3 separate regions of the Macaca mulatta genome follow, and regions 2 and 3 are each linked to region 1. Evidence: chromatin contacts called from public Hi-C data. All regions are on one chromosome and are shown on one strand. The core of a region is the stretch at or near the end of the contact, and the rest is flanking DNA. Distances in the headings are between cores, read along the strand shown. Region 1 holds the start of TMEM161B (transmembrane protein 161B). Region 2 holds the start of LOC144341351. Region 3 has its middle 410 kb from the start of CCNH.

Region 1 (3,410 bases), core at 298-2,797:
AACAAAAACAAAAACAAAAACAAAACAAAACAAAACAAAACAAAAACCACTTTAAAGAGATAGGTTATCTGTTAAAGTGGACCAGGAACTACATTATTTTGAAGATCTTTGTTCTACACTCTGTTAAGTTTCTAAGTCATTCAAAAGCCAATCACCACACACAATAACGTTCGTTGGCAATATTTGGCCCTGAAAATACACAGCAAACTGAAGTTAAATTCCAGGACAGACGCCTCTGCAGGCGAGGGTCTGAAATCTTGTATACAGTGAAGAAAATGACAATAATGAACTTCACCAGAGCCCTGTGATCTTGGAAAAACTGCAAAGGGTAAGAAACCCCTTGCCCCTGTGTGTGTTCTGAGAAATTGGCTTGCTGCAAAGAATCACCTTTCCTGTAGAACTCAGATAAGCCTAAGGGTCGATCCATACCCCCCTTACCCCTTGTTTACCTAAAACAAGGCCATAACCAGACCCTTCTAATTCCCATCCTTTGCTCCGTAAATGACTTGCTGAAGTACCTGTCCCACAGATCAATCGGAACAAAGTACTTCTTAGCCAAACTTCAAGATTCTCTTCCGTGGGGTACCTGAATTTTGTCCTTCCCCAGTCTGAAACAACATATACAAACCTCTCTTAACAGCTCCTCCTCAGAATAGATGGGCTCAGGGTAAAACATTATCTGGTTACTGTCGGATCATACCCACCTTTTCACCCAATTCCTGACGTCTTATTTACCCCTCCCTATAAAAGACAAACCCTTTCTGCCTAATCTTTAAGGGGCATGCAAATCTTATGGTCCTTCTCCCTACTGCAACAGTTCCTTCAACCTCCTCCACACCCTTGCAATATTCCTTTCGAATAAAGTCTGTCCTTACTAATTCGGGTTTTCTATTTGACACCCTTTTCAATTATGAAATGGCTAAGTGTAAAGAATAAGGGGACTGCCGTTTCTTTAAATGACAGGTGTTGATCCTGTACAAGAAGGAGACCCGTTGTGTCCACCTGGAGAGGCTAAACGCATTTCTAAGATCCGAAGTTCTTGGCCACTGTTCTGCGGCTGGGGAAGGGGGCGCAGGAGAGGTGATTGACCCGGCAAGGTCAACTCTGGGATCACCTGGCGCCACAGGCCATACACAGTAAATGGGCCATTAACAGGCAGGCTACCCAGTCCATACTCCCTGACAGATACGCCCCTACCTCCGGCCCGCTAGTTTCCCAGCCAGGCAGGCGTAACGCTGCTTCCTCAGGGGCTCAGACACTCTAGGACAGGTGGTGGGTCCTGCCCAGCAGCTCATCCCAACGTCTCAACTCACTCCATTCTGAGCAGAGCACCTGATGGCTCTTTTTACAGGACTGACCTCCCCACCCTTTTCGCCCCACCGTTGTCACTCCTGCTCTCACAGAAGAACTCACCATGGCGCCTAGGATAGGTCGTGGACCAGACACCCCGGAGTCCCCGGGACAGTCCCAAACCTCTCACCTCCCGGTCCTTGAGCCGGGAGCCTCTCAAACAGCGAAAGAGAGGGTCTTCCGGCTCTGCCGGAAGTTGTGCGCGCGCGGGACAGGAAGTTCCTCCCTTCTCCAGAGCGCCGTCGACCCCACGCCACGCAGAGGTGAAGATACGCAGGACGTCCTCTAAAGCAACTTCCGTGGGTGCCAGGTTATGGGCTGGGGGCGGTGCTGACCTTGAGAGCGCGGAGGAGGCGCAGGCGCAGCACAGGTACGTCGGCGGGCGGAGCGCAGTGGCTGCGCTTGCGAGGACCCTGAGGTAGGTTGGGTGGTTTCAGCAGGAACGCATCCACTGTCTGAGAGGTGACGGAGGCACACGTTGGTGTGGGGAGCGGGAGAGGGGCGGGAGGGGTCCGGGATTGGGAGTGAGGGTGCGCGAAGGGAGTCGACTCCAGACCCAGGTGATTTAGAGTGTCAAGACCGCGTTTGGCCGTCGTTTTGTCTCAGCTTAACTGACGCCCTCTTTTTACCCTCTAGCTTTCCCGACTCGGTCCCTTATTAGCATATCCTCATTTCCGCAGACCTGCCCCTCAGTTGCTTCTGTTCCCTGCTTTAGTGGGTACCGTAGCTCTCCCTCCCTCAGGGCAATGGAATCTCATAGTGAGAAGTTTCTTCACTATTCACAGGTGGCAATTGAAGTCGGAAGAACATCTACCAAGAGCAGAGAAACCAGGAAGAAAATTCTGCCTGTTTAATACGTTCCAATATGGACGTTTTCCATATAGGTATCTGTCTGTATCTGTGATCTATATCTATGATATAGACAGATATGTATCGATATATCGGGGTTCTCAGCCATCCAAAAGAAGCATGCACAGGGCCAGTTGCTTTATGTCAGGAAAGGGGATACAGACTGAATGTATGAGGGGTTTTCTTTTTCTATCTGATATATATCTATATCAGATGCAAATAAGTGAAACTCTCATACACCTTTTAATTTTGTGTTTTTCCCAAACTCTATTCCAGTCAACTTTTTCTGCCTTTTTATTTGATTATAATGAGACGTCGTACTGGAGGCAGGCTTGAAATGGATATACAGAGCACTTTCAACCCAGAAATTTGTCTCACGACTTGGGGATCCTTACTTAAATTGTAGCTGTTAGTAATTTCATCCATGAATTCACTTTGTGCCATAGTGTGACGTTTTTTATAAAGTTGGAATTGGGAAGGGAAACTAGGAAGTTTTGAGGGAAGTTAAGAAGGTTGAGTAGGCAGGTGTATAGATACTAAATTTCACCCTCCTTATCAGAGTACCTGGAGGGTATGGTATCCAAGCTGTATATGACCCAAAGGAATCGGAGTTCTCAGCCATCCAAAAGAAGCATGCACAGGGTCAGTTGCTTTATGTCAGGAAAGGGACACAGACTGAGTGTATGAGGGTTTTGTTGTTTAAATTTGGCTTTGTGGGGGGACGAACAGCGTGACAATTAAAGAAGATCTAGGAATCGTAAGTACTGACAGAATAGCTGGAGGGGAGGTGAGACTGGAGAATAGTTTGTGAAACAGATCCTGCTGAGGATGAATCCAGAACTTCCTGAAGGGTTCCGCTTCTGCTGTGTAGGGACAGGGTTGTAAATAGACAAGCCACAGGGCACTTGCAACTGGTAAGTGTGGTAGAGAGGGGCTGGAATTGTCTGTTGGTGTATCTGTGGGAAGTAGCTGCTATCCATGAGGAAGAAAAGATGGAGAAGGTAAGTGGCTATCAACCTGTCAGAAACAACACATTCTGTGAAATTGTATTCTTTCATTTCTGACACTGTGGTTCTTAATATCTGTCCTAAACCTGGCAGTCATTGAAGTTCACAAAGTATCTTCTATGTGACAGTAAAACTGGGATTACTATCAGAATGGAATCCATTCCTGCCAGAGTAAAACCATAAAAAGAAATCGTAGTTTTGATT
Region 2 (3,138 bases), core at 322-2,821, 420 kb after region 1:
GCCGCTGCCGCCGCGGGTCCGGGTGCTCTGTCCCAGCCCGGCAGCCGAGCGCGCAGTGCCGGAGCCCCCTCCCACCCCGCCCTCACCCCCATCCTCCCCTCCCCTCCCTTCTGCGCCTCCCCCAACCCCCCGCCCCGCATTACCATATGGAGGCCGAGTCCCTGCGAATCACAGCAGCAGCGGGAGGTATTTGAATAAGCCCCGCAACCCCGCGCAGACCCCAACTCCTCCGAGAGCAGCATGCCCTGCACCAAGAGCCACCACTCTGGCCGGTAACCTGGCAGCGACAGACACCTCCCCAAAGTGCCCTGCGCACGGTGGAGAGAGGGTCTGCTAAGGGTACTGGGCGTCCCAGTTGCTACTTTTATATTAACTTGACATGGAATCAGACAATAAATAAGAGGAGAGGGAAGAGAAGAGGAAAAGAAGAGAGAGAAAAGGGGAGAGGCGCTATAAAGGGGAGAGTAAAGACAGAAGCGAGAAAGGGAGAGAAAAAGGAGACAGGGAACCCAAAGGGTTGAGTTAAAGAGAGAGTAAAATGGGGACGGGGTGGGCAAACGGTGGGAGGGGGAGAAATACCCAAATATCTGAATTTGGACCTTTCAAGCTAAAAATACCACCTCACTGAACTTCACAACCTCCAATGAGACACGTGTTTCTCCCCTCACCACCACGTCACCGAATGATTAATTTGCCGTCTCAATCAGAAATATTTTAGAATTGTATAACAGATATAGGACTTAACAGAAAGAAGCTCATTTTATGAAACATAGTGAAAAGTATATGACATTTAAAGATGATCTTGGCTACCTCACGGTAAAAATTACGGCTTGCCTTAACGACTCGACAGTTTTCCAACCATGCCCTCTGAAATGGTGAGCCCAGGGCCAGGAACAAGAGGTGTTCCGAAATATTTTGGACTTTAAGTGAAAAATTTTTTTCTTCCCGTTTCAAATTTTGTTATGTTTTTCTTCTTCACGAATTTATTCCTTTAACCCAAATTTTATAGATAATATGTGAATCTTTAAAAAAATTTACTGCAAAATGTCACCCCATTTTGACTGAAGATATGATTTTAGACGTTAATTTAAACACATAGCCAGTTCCGTTTTGCAAACTAACTCTGAATAACACCTGGTTCTGAATTTAGCCTATTCAACACAGTCTCCCTCTCCCTATCCTCAAATCAGAGCAGTGATTTCCCTGTACAAAACAACCAGAATCATACTAAAATCTCCAGTCACCTATAGGATGTGCCCATTGTAAATGTCCCTCTCGGTATTCATAAGCCAAATGCCCTTCTTTTGAAACACACACAAAAAGAATGCCTCTGATTAATAATCTCTTTCGCGGCACACTGAGGCCGAAGGCAGGGAGCCGCAGGACACCAGAGAAGGGCGCAGAATTCTGAATACCTAGCATTTCAATGCAGATTCCAGATTCGCAAACGGCTAGGTTTTCCAAGAGGAAATAATATTTGGCAAGCAACGCTTTTGGGAAAGACAACTACATTCCAAATACTGGCTCCTTCCTGGGCCTGGGGAGGGGACGGCGATCGCGGTTACCCGGCATTTCTGCGTTCATATGTGTGTACAAGGTGGTATGTAGCCCATGCATGTAGCCAGGCCTAGGTTTCTTTCTTTTCTTTTTCTTCTTCTTCTTTTTCCATTTTTTTTTTTTTCAAGGCAAGAATATTGAAACCAATCCACTCTTTCTGTAGCTAGCTCCCACGAAGCTGGGATTTTCAACCTCTTGTTTATTCGTAAAGCCCATATGGAACCCCGGTAGAATCTCCCCTTTTCGGATTTTACCAGGAGGCCCTCAGTGCCCCACCGCCGCCCATGGCACGTGAAGAGAAAGGAGGGAGAGTTGGGAACTACGAGAGAAGCCGGCTTGGAGCCGCTTCCGTCGGGGCCCAGGTTTCGCCCCAACAGACCCGTCTCTCCTTTCTCTCCCCGAAGGTACTTCCTTAGGCCGGCAGTGTCGCTACGGCGGTGGCCAGGTGAGCACGGACACGGTCCCGGGGCGGGGACGGGTAGAGCGGCCCTCTCTCGGGAGCTCGGGTGGGTCTGCGAACCTGCCGGGAGCCGAAGGCTGAGTGGCTCTGGGGGCCCGCGCGGGGCTCCCGGCTCCCGCCGGCAGGGGAACAGCGACACCTACTGGCTGTATGGGTACCGCGCCTAGGCCGTCAGGGCTGCCCTGGGCCAGGGTGCCCGGCTCCGTGGACTTGGGAGGCCGAGGGAAACTGCACCCAAGGCTCTGCGGACTGCTCTAGGATTCGTCCGCCCTGGAGAAGACAAAGCCACGCTTTCTGGAGACCTCTGGGAGGACTGTAGGATGGAACTGAACACACAGGCACACACGCATGCCCATTTTTCTGGGAAACCGGAGAAACCCGTAGACACAGTTACCCACCGTCCCTTGGTTTTATGAGAGAGACCCAAGCAGAGGTCAGAGCCTTGACCTCCTCAGGTTCATGACCCAGGCCTCTTCACCGCCATCCCCAGTTCAGCACTGACTAAAGAAGATATCTTTACAAATTAGGAAAAGAAAGGAGTTCATTATCCTCTCTTAAGCGGGGAAATGAGTGAGTCAAGGACACAGACTCACAGGCAGCGGTTGGCGCCGGGCACGCGAACCGGCCGAGCCCTACTGCTAGCCAGCTTCGGGCACCTTTAGTGCGCCCTGAGACTGCCGCTAGGGAGTGAAATTTGGTAGCTCTTCTTTAAGAATTATGATCTTCTTAATTACTCCTGAAATAAAGGCAAATTTGGGCTGCTGGTGATATTTTTGAGACCTACAGTTTTATATATATATATATATATGTTTAAAGCATATATATACATGAAGTATATGCATATGTGTGTGTACATACACACACACACACATACACATGTGTACATACATATATATATCTTCTGCGACATGACTTCCGTAGTTGGCTTCTGTTGGGGAAGGTAAGAGAGGTGAAGGCGTGGCAGGTCTGATGAAAACTCAGCAAGGTTGGGGATGGCAAAAAAGCAATTCATGTATTCCAGATTCACTTTCTCTTAACCAGTCTTTTCTGTAATAGCATACAGCCATTTCATATGGGAGGGAGATATGATGTTGGTCCCAGCAGCGGGTAGAGGGCGGGGG
Region 3 (2,958 bases), core at 168-2,667, 490 kb before region 1:
GAGAATTAGGTGTACAAGCATCAATGGAGAGTAATTTTATTTATGTATAAGGAAGCTACATATCTGCATAACTTAATGAAAAGACATATGCACTTTGTGCACAGCACACATCTGTGATATCTGTATGTCTGGGTCAATACATTTTTGGAGTACAGATCTCCCAAATCGATAGCTTTTTATTAGAACCCCCTTAGGTGGAGAAGAAAATGTGTACCTCCAGCGATAAAAGTATGTTTATTACATGTTTGTGTGTGTAATTAAATGTAGAATTTGTACCTCAGGAATAAAGCTTGAACTAAATATAAATAATAACTAATTGAGGCTTCTTAGAGAATTTTGGCAAAGGAATATGGATATTTTCAACATAAATGAGACACGAGAAATTAAAAGTATATTTAAATTATACTAAAGGCAGAGCCCTTTAATTTTTAAATTATTAATTAAAATTTTAAATTATTCTGAACTAAAATGCATGTTTATGTTGTTTCTCATAGCAATCTCTTTGCTCCATTTATTTTGTATTTAATATTTATCAGTAAGTAGAAGACTTCCTAACAAATGTATACTTTTTTTCACAAATCTTTTAGAATTTGTGTGCGCTATGCAATTTTGTCACTTGGCACATTTGTATTCCTTCTTATAAAGGATAAACCATGAGAATCCTGATAGACTATACTTAAAATAAAATAGGAAGTCCACACAACTGAAGGTGAACAAATAATGCAGGCTGAAATGAGTATCTCTTCGAAAGACTACAAGCTTCCTTTTGACATTCAAGCAATTCAGTAAGGAGGGAAAGAGAAATTGAATTTAGCTGATGCAAATGAAATTAAAACTAAATTGGTTGTCACATCAAACTGATGTTAACTATGTAAATGTTTTCTGTTTATGAAACTACAGTTTAGAGTATATAATGCTGCAAAAATAAGAATATTTTTGTGTTCTTTTAAAATATAAATTAAAAGGGCAGATTATGAATTTTTTTTAAATCCTTGCCACTTACCCACATAATATCTAAGGACCTATGAATCATGAAAACTGTGGACATAGAGTGTTGAAATAAACATACACATATAGATATGCACATCAATACACATGCCTGCTTTTCTGGCCAAGCAGTATCCCATTACATCATTGCTTCAAATGCATTCATTCTCTTCAATATTGTTGGCTGTTTCAGGTTAACTACCAAAATCATTTGCCTGAGAAGCAAGATTTAATTGTCTTACAACTACCTCTGTGAGGTACAATAGGGATTACAAGTACCCATTGATTATACTATTGGGTAGAATAAGGGACTCTTATTCTAGCATTTCTCATTCATTTTGTCATTGCATTCTCTTTGAAAGAGACCAAATGGGTCCCAGCAGGTGAAAGCAAAGAAACCTGAAAGGCCCCCTTTGATGAATGACAATACCACAACCACCCTCCCCCAACCATTTTTGGAGATTATAAAACCTTATTAAATCATGCCCTGTTAGATATTGATTGAGAGGGAGCTAAACTAAAACCAACAATAGCAGCATGGATCAGAGAACACTGCTTTCATCAATGGGTACTAAAAACAGCTAAGCTTTCCAATCTTTTTTGGGGGGGCGGGGTGGGGGACCTTTTTTTTTTTTACTATTTACTTTTGTTTAAACCATTATCCTAGAAAGTCATACAATTATAGCTACTTTGTCAGTTAAGAATAAATCGTAGTTGTCTAGCACTTCATCTTTTTGAATGTAGCAGTGTATTGCACAAACAGTATTATACTTGGTTAAGATTCAGGATTATTATTATGATTATTGGGGGGGTGCAATTCTGGGTAATTATCATGATTATTCTTGACTCTGGGACCCCTTTGATGACAACGTTGCTTTAAAGTAAACCACTTGGACATAAAACCCAAGATATTTGAAAAGAGACTGCTGCCAGCATCAGAGTTGAACACTCACCCATATTTTAAAGCTATCTTGATTATCAGGCTGTTTGCGTTCCTGGGCTGTCTTTTCTGCCATCTGTGAGCGCCACAGCAAACAACCCCTTTATGACAATCGCCTCAGTATAACTTGAATATGTCTGCTTTAGAGGAGACTTCTGTAATAAGACTCTGTGCTAATTAACTGTCAGCCTTTTTAAAAAAATAAATAAATAAATCAGCAGACTGCATTTTAGAAAGACACTCCACCAAAAAATTCCCAAACAAGATTTAAGTTTATGTGCCAGACTGTAACTTCTACTCCATGTTTTTTCAGGCCTTCCTCTGAGTAAATCTGTTTACTTTAAATACTTCTCATGTGATAAAGGTTTTCATTTTTCTTGCCAGTTGACTACAGGTAGTAACATTCGCTCCACCTTCTAAACAGCTACTTGATTCAATAACGTTATCCTCCAAAAATAAAAGAAGACAAAAAAGAAAGGAAAAGGAAGGAAAGGAGAAGAAGGAAGAAAGAAAGAAAAAGAGGGAGGAAAGGATGAAAAAGAGAGAAAAAAGATTCAGGTGTAAAAACAACTTTTTTTTTTCTTTTTTTTTTTTTTTTTGGCCAGAAATGGTAGTTACATGGCAAAAAAAAAAAAAAAAAAAAAAAAAGAAAGAAAGAAAGAAAAAGTAAGTTAGGGTTGTTTCTATTGAAAACAATAATAGTTAAAAGGGCCAGATACTAAAGTTATTAGTTTAATATTAAGGATAAATAATTTCTAGTTCAAGAGAAAGAATTATATGTAGAAACAGCAGGATTTCCACTGAAAATGACTTTTTAAACAATCTCTAGAAACCATAATTGTCTTGCAAGAATATAGGAATCAAGGCTTATACAAAACAGAAACAGATACTTATAAAATTCATCTTGGTGAACTCTTTCCTACTTACTGGATAAAAACAGTAGTAATCACTTGAAAATAAAGCATTAACAATAATTCTCCTCTAAAAATATAAAACATAAGAATGAATGCAAAAGTTCTTATTTTCTTGTT

What was found. A called contact is a pair of places that touch in the nucleus more often than the background predicts.
Region 2: a Hi-C map of liver shows a contact between it and region 1, with 4 times the contacts expected there. The contact joins the promoter of LOC144341351 here to the promoter of TMEM161B in region 1. A contact is called at or near these places in 2 of 14 Hi-C or Micro-C datasets (fetal cortex germinal zone and liver).
Region 3: a Hi-C map of fetal cortex germinal zone shows a contact between it and region 1, with 6 times the contacts expected there. The contact joins the enhancer-like site here to the promoter of TMEM161B in region 1. A contact is called at or near these places in 2 of 14 Hi-C or Micro-C datasets (fetal cortex germinal zone and fetal cortical plate).

Annotation. Positions count from the first base shown.
Region 1 is chr6:94,685,599-94,689,008 of T2T-MMU8v2.0, forward strand. It overlaps TMEM161B (transmembrane protein 161B), which reads right to left and starts at 1,548. Exons shown (of 12, transcript XM_001085376.5): 1 at 1,414-1,548. The coding sequence starts at 1,416. LOC106998831 (a long non-coding RNA gene) reads left to right here and starts at 1,610. Exons shown (of 3, transcript XR_013418416.1): 1 at 1,610-1,768; 2 at 2,136-2,234.
Region 2 is chr6:95,104,911-95,108,048 of T2T-MMU8v2.0, forward strand. It overlaps LOC144341351, which reads right to left and starts at 1,572. Exons shown (of 3, transcript XM_078004529.1): 1 at 1,566-1,572; 2 at 1-161. The coding sequence starts at 1,572.
Region 3 is chr6:94,198,619-94,201,576 of T2T-MMU8v2.0, forward strand. No RefSeq gene overlaps it. Among named protein-coding and RNA genes, the nearest start is that of CCNH, 410 kb to the left of the region's middle. Within about 2 kb of position 1,418, at least 11 of the 40 cell types and tissues checked have an H3K27ac peak or open chromatin away from gene starts, as enhancers often do. A contact at or near this core is called in fetal cortex germinal zone and fetal cortical plate, where this site is marked.